Linked DNA regions of Scatophagus argus: region 2 is linked to region 1. The links are chromatin contacts, called in public Hi-C maps. All regions are on one chromosome and are shown on one strand. Each heading gives the region's core, a stretch centred on a gene start, on an enhancer-like site or on the middle of the called end of the contact. The rest is flanking DNA. Distances are from core to core; before and after follow the strand shown. Region 1 holds the start of LOC124064909 (pituitary tumor-transforming gene 1 protein-interacting protein). Region 2 holds the start of znrf2b (E3 ubiquitin-protein ligase znrf2).

Region 1 (3,240 bases), core at 524-3,023:
TAGCAACTGCCATTAGTTTACAGTTTTATGTGGTCATAAACCAAAGTATTGGAATAATGTACTGATGAAATTTTAGAGAAACACCAAAGTGATCAGGGTATCAGGGAACCATGGGTATCAGTGTCATATTTTGAAACAACCCATGTCTGAACATTTCACATTTCGTCAAAGTCACAGTTAGCATAATGATGTATCTAAGTGGTGATTACTGCTTCAAGGCCCGCCACAAGTGTGGGTAAAACAAAAACCAACTCTTGTCTCATTATTTTTCAAACAGTTTGGGATTTGGATGTTTGAGCTGTTAGTATGATAGGAGTCTTATCTCATGTGAGCCTTTCATAAATGAGTTGACATATATTGAAGTAGTAGAAGAAGAAGAACTTTATTTACATAGCACCTTTCAAAAACCAGACTTCCAAAGTGTTTAACAATCATTTCAAAAGAAAGACCAACAAATCATATACAAATAGAAGGCAATAATCAAAATATAAATTTTATACAACCGCTGAGATCTCCACAGAGGTTTGAAAGTTTAACGTTCACTGGACAATGTTAACGTGTTTAAGATCTCTGCTGTCTTCCTGGAGACAAGTGGTAATGAGGATGGATCGCTGTGTCACCTGCTGCAGCTCGAAATGAGCGTGTCCAGGCTCAGCTCGGGTGGGATGGTGTTCACGAAGAACACGTGCATTTGTCATTTACATGAACTTGTAGAGAACATAAAATATCAGGAGCTCATGCAAAACCTGTCAAACACCTCATTAACAGACAGACAGATGCAGTCATCATGAGGATTCATGACTTCAGGGTAGTTCCTCCTGGGCAGAGAGCCAGACGTGTGTGACATTACTGCCACCTGCTGGTCACCCAGGGTCAGAGGCTTTTCAGTTCAGTTTTCATTAGAACGCAACACGCTGGGTTGCATCATGACGCCATAGCAGATAAAAAGTGGTAACACAAGAGTGATTTCGCTCTGAAAGGATCACGTGTGGTCACTAAAACACAATTTCCTCTCAGTGATTGCAGTTAAATAGGTGTTGCCTCTTCCGCCTCCAGTCAGCTCACACATAGCCTACACAATGTTATGGACTTCAAGATTCATTTTCAAAACACCAATGACTTGACATTGAAAACAAGTTCTCAGTTGACACAGACATCTTTTAAAACATTTACTGACATGGGCAAATCTCAAGGCCATAACCACTGAGTCAACATTTAGAGGAACCAAATCTGTCAGGATCTTCATCTCCCATTAGTTTTTCAAGTTTGAATACATTTACATACCGGGTTTGATATGGACTTCATCCAGCAGCTGAGCTACAGCCTCACCACATAAACAACATAAAACTGCAGTAGCCAACACAGTTAACACTTCAAACGGTGGTACTGTAATAATAATTTGTTAAGATTGGTTATTAGTAAATTACGAATGTGTTTGCTAATTATTATTAGCTGTTGACGGCGATGCATGGTTCCTGCAGCACAGCAACTGTTTCACCTATATGTTTTATGTCAACATATTAAGGGGGTGCACCTTTTCCTTTACATAATTGTGCTTGCATATTTTCTATCTTTATTTATTAATTTATTTTTTATTTTACTTTATTATTTACTGAAATAAATGTATAAACCTAATAGAAAAAGAAAAGGCGTAAACATGTAGCTGCGTTTCATTACCTGTTAATTTTGAGCGGACGGTCGTTTGTATCTTCGGTTAAAAGCATAACTCCTCCCGCCCGGGCTGTCAAGATTACACCAAACGCGCTAACCCAAGACGCCCAGGAAGTGACAGCACATTAGATCCAGGGCAAAACAGCAACAACAGTTTATCGACAGAGGCTCAATTTAAGAAGGGCAAGTGTCGAAAAAGTGTCGACCAGCAGATATTCTTTATTTTTCAGACGCAGTCAAACTCGGTCTGCTGTTTTAATCATGGCTTCTTTTACAACCGAAAGACAAACACTGACCACTTCGGTGTTTTTTTGTGCCGTCGCAGCGTTTGTTAGCTTTGTTAGCCAAGGGGAATGCCAAACAACTCCACCACCACCGACTCGTAAGTTCAGTCTTGGTTTGAAAAGCAGTAACGGTGCAATCCTCGTTGCAATTGACAAAAGGTAGCGGGTTTTTCTGCTAATAAGAAACTTTAATGACAATTTGTAAGTAACGCGAGTTTAGTACTGTGAAGTACTAAAGTACTAAAGTGAAGTAGTATTTCCATAATACGTCACACTGTACACTGCAGCCACAGTGCTATTAATTGATTTTTCTACTTTCGAGTATCGTCAGTTCCATTTTTGGTTATCTCTCTTTTCAGACTGCTCTGCCTACAAAACCTGTGACGACTGTGTTCCACATGCCAAGGTAACGGTGCCAGGAGCAACTCGGCTGCAGTTTTTGCAGATTAGATCAGACCTTTGCTCAACCAAACTAATCTTCTAAATCGTCATTTTATTGTCCCTTGTTTGTTTAGACAGTGACACAGTCAAACCTACTGAACCTCCCACGACTTGACCTGCTTTAAAAGCCGAGTGTGCCTTTACAGATGCGCGAGAAAGCATAAATGCGCCATATTTTGTTTGATGTGACGGTTTTTCGGTGCAAATGTGAATAAAAATATAATGAGGGCAGGACACGATCTGATGACCTTGTCGTCAGCGTACACCTTTGATTTATGTAATGCTGTAACTAAAGATTTTTTTTCCCATGATTCATTCCTCTGATTGTTTCTCACATTAATAGTTTGATATGTAAAATGTTAGCCAGATTAGCTTCAGAATGTCCTAAATCCCAATTTGATGTCTTCATATTGCTTGGTGTGTATGTCAGTCAGTCTAAAATCCAAAGATGTGTTCAAGTTTATTAACACATAAGACAAAGGATCACAGCAAATCCTTAGAAATTAATGTAAAGCTAGAGTCAGAACTGATTAATTGATTAGTAAAGTAGGTGCCGATTAATTTACTATTGATCGATAAAATTGTCAGCAGGTTCATTGCAGGTTCAGATCTGGATAAGCTGAAGCATAGCATGTGGATGGTTTGATGTTTGTGTTTTATCTGCACAGTGTCTGTGGTGCCTCACCACCAACAACTGCACAGAATACCCAGTGAGCTGGTTGCTGCCTCCAGCATCAGTATGCAAGTTGTCCCAGGCCCGTTGGGGAATGTGTTGGAGTGAGTTGGTCCTGTTTCGATGCATCTGCTTTTCTCTTTCATTTGTCATGCTACAAGATTGCAATCA
Region 2 (3,240 bases), core at 426-2,925, 270 kb after region 1:
ATGTTCTGCAAAGCAGCTTCTGCAGCTTTGGCAAGACTAGTGTATCTGTACAATATAGCACCCCTTTCATCTTTTTAACTAAAGTATGTTAAAGATAAAAGCATCCTAATTAGTAGGAAAGTCATGTATGAACGCAAACAAAGGCCATGATAAATGTTCATTCATGAATAAAAATCAGTTTCTCAAATTCATTCTTGAATCTCATGACGTTCAAATTTCAGACAAAAGACAATAAACTAAACCACATATTTCAGGCAGATTGATCTCAAAGTAAAACACACTATACTCATGAGAAATCACTTTTCTTTACAGCTGATGTCTAGTGTGTTGTTTACACATAGATTTGACATTATTTAGTGCATGGGGCTAAGTTCACAAACAGAAACAAACACTGAGGGCCTATGATGATACCACACTGTGCTAATAAAACACAACATGAAGACTGCATGTTGTTTACTAGGTCTTCTTAAAAACATTAGAATGAGTTCAGAAGGAAGACCATAAATGTAGCGTGAGACTCTGGTTGTTATTGACGTTGCTGCTCTCCTGCTAACGTCACTCGAGACGGAGGTACAAAGCTTATCACATTTCCATATAAATACACCGCCGGAGCAAAAATGAGCCATTTGGATTTCAAAATAAGAGCACGACTTCCATATTTTGAAAATTGTAATAAACATTGCATCAATTGTTGCGCCTTATTAAGTGAATTTGTCGGCCTGTATAAAATATGAAGTGACAAGATGTGTCATACAAATTGCAAAATGTTTCACAATGTTTCACAACTCATAGACCGAGGGACATGAAGTACACCTTGGACTGGTCAGCAGTCAGTCACAGGGCTGACGCACAAAGACAGACAATCACACACACTCACACCTAGGGGCAATGTAGAGTAGACAGTTAACCTGATGTGCATATTCTAGGGATTGTAGGAGGAAGGTGGAGTGCTTGGAGAAAACCCAGGCTGGCACATGAGGAAGATGAGAGCAGTTATAATATTCATTGTGATTATCTAATTAACCTAATCACAGATATGTTGGTGCCAATAAATGACCAGACGGCAGTATAAACATGTCAAACATATACTACGTTTGAGGTCATTTTCTAAAACAGCATTGTTTTGTTTGTTTTTTGTTTTTTTTTTTGTTTTTTTTTACTAGCTTAAAATCAGCATGTTAAAGATATAATATGCAGGAACTTCCTGAAAAACAATGTATGAAAATACATCATACAAAAATAATCCCTCTCAGTCATCACTTATGACCCACTATCCTGTCTTCTGCCTGTATTTTTCTGTGTTTGAGACCTTTGAGCATATCGTTAATTCTGAAAAAGGACAGTTAATTGTTTAGTCTCATTTCAAATCATCAGATATCAGAGTTTTGGGTTGGTGGCTGTTTGACAACTCGGGACACTCAACAATCAACTATCTTCTTCCAGAACTGTCCAATGCTTCATTTATAAATGTTGAATTGGTGAATGTTATGCCTTTAACTATTTCATTGTGATCATATTATTGTGCTAATGCTATGCGGCCTCACAGAGTAGGTGGGTTGTAGAGTCAGCTCATTCATGTCATGTTCAGTACAATAATATTGTGAATGAAATCATTTGGTGTCATTGTGCTGGTATCATTATCACTTGATAGTATAGGCATTTACACTATCAATATAAATGAAATTGAATAGAACCACTTGCCAGTATACAGACAGCCCTACAAACTACAGGCCTTAGCATCTCACTTAAACAAGGTTGTAAAAAATATAAACTATACAAGACAGGATTTACTTCTTGCCTGCTTTAGCTAACTGAACCAATTACGCTTTGGACTGTCAGTGTTCCATGTGAAATACCGCAATGGCTTTATTTTGAAACCTTTGAGCGGAAATACTTGCGAGCTCAGCTTACTTGACGCCTCGCCTGCGCACTGAGTCTCCTTGCTGCCGCCGATAAAACGGTTCCGTGCAAGGCTTTCTCCTCCATCACTTCCTTCTTTTGAGCAATGTGTTGTCAGGCAGGGAGGTGTGAGGAGTGAGCTCTTCACTCCTTCATGCTGCTCAGAAGTCATGGCGGGGCGGACACCGAGGAGTAACCAGCGGCCGGAGCTCAGCAGGTCCACAACAGCGGCTCAGACGAGGACGGATCCACGTTACCTGCAGCACGGACACAACTATTACTGACGGAATACAATGGTGACGGCTTCTAAAGTTTTACGTACATCTTTGGCTCTTGTCAACTTTTCACTAAGTTGCATTTTCCTTATGTCGATGGGATCGTAGCGACGCAGAGTTTGTTCTGCTTTTCTTTTCTCCCAGTACGACTGTCCTGTAAAGCCATCTGCCTCGGGCGTAAATCTGGCGCTCTGTCCCGCAGTGGCTCATAGAGCGCCTCTTTAATATTTCAAAGCCGAGTCAGGGGAGGTTAACATGGGGGCAAAGCAGAGCAGCCCAACTGCTAATCCAGCTGCTAACGGACGGACCAGAGCCTACTCCGGCTCGGACCTGCCCTCCAGCACGTCCGGCAGCAACGGCAGTAATGTTAGCAGGACTACCGCCGGGGGTGTGAGGTACCACGCGTACAGTGCGTCCGGGGCGTCCGCAGGCGCGTCCAGCGCAAGCCATCACCTCGGAGCCAGGGCAAGGTCTGTGGGGGGTTCCGGAGGCTCCGGGACCTCCAGACCCCAATCCGGCATCAACATCCCGAACAGCAGCGGAGCCTACAGCTCCCAGGAGTCCGGCGGCAGCAGCCCGGAGGAAGCGGCGGACAGGGAGCGTTCAGGAGGAGGGCGCGAAGGTCCCCGGCTGTTGATAGGATCGCTGCCAGCACACCTTTCGCCTCATCTGTTCGGAGGTAAGAGGGCAGAGCCTCTGTGTTATGTTGACACAGCTCAGTGACTCGCTGAACTGAAGTGACACTAACGCTTGTTTGGCATTTGGTCAGGCCACACGTGGTCATTAAATGGGAGAATATAGAACAAGAGCAGGGCTGTGGGGGTCCTGACCCACGGGAGGTACGTTTGATCTGACATCAACTAAGATGTGTACATTTTTTAAATTAAATTAAATTTTACTTCCCTGAGTTTTCCGAGCTGCCTCTGCATTGGCCAGGAAATTACAAAGCCTGTTTTATTTATTGTCTTAAAATATAATCTAATTTAAATTTAAATTTAAACAAGGGAATTAGCCAGTAAGATTATCCATCGTTTGTTAGCTTTATGAAGTTGTGTATCCTGTGCCT

Evidence for each region. A called contact is a pair of places that touch in the nucleus more often than the background predicts.
Region 2: a contact with region 1 is called in a Hi-C map of muscle, with 3 times the contacts expected there. The contact joins the promoter of znrf2b here to the promoter of LOC124064909 in region 1. A contact is called at or near these places in 2 of 2 Hi-C or Micro-C datasets (both in muscle).

What each region holds. Positions count from the first base shown.
Region 1 is chr9:3,047,071-3,050,310 of fScaArg1.pri, forward strand. LOC124064909 (pituitary tumor-transforming gene 1 protein-interacting protein) reads left to right here and starts at 1,774. Exons shown (of 7, transcript XM_046399771.1): 1 at 1,774-2,053; 2 at 2,315-2,361; 3 at 3,065-3,173. The coding sequence starts at 1,933.
Region 2 is chr9:3,320,311-3,323,550 of fScaArg1.pri, forward strand. It overlaps znrf2b (E3 ubiquitin-protein ligase znrf2), which reads left to right and starts at 1,676. Exons shown (of 5, transcript XM_046399765.1): 1 at 1,676-2,853. The coding sequence starts at 2,430.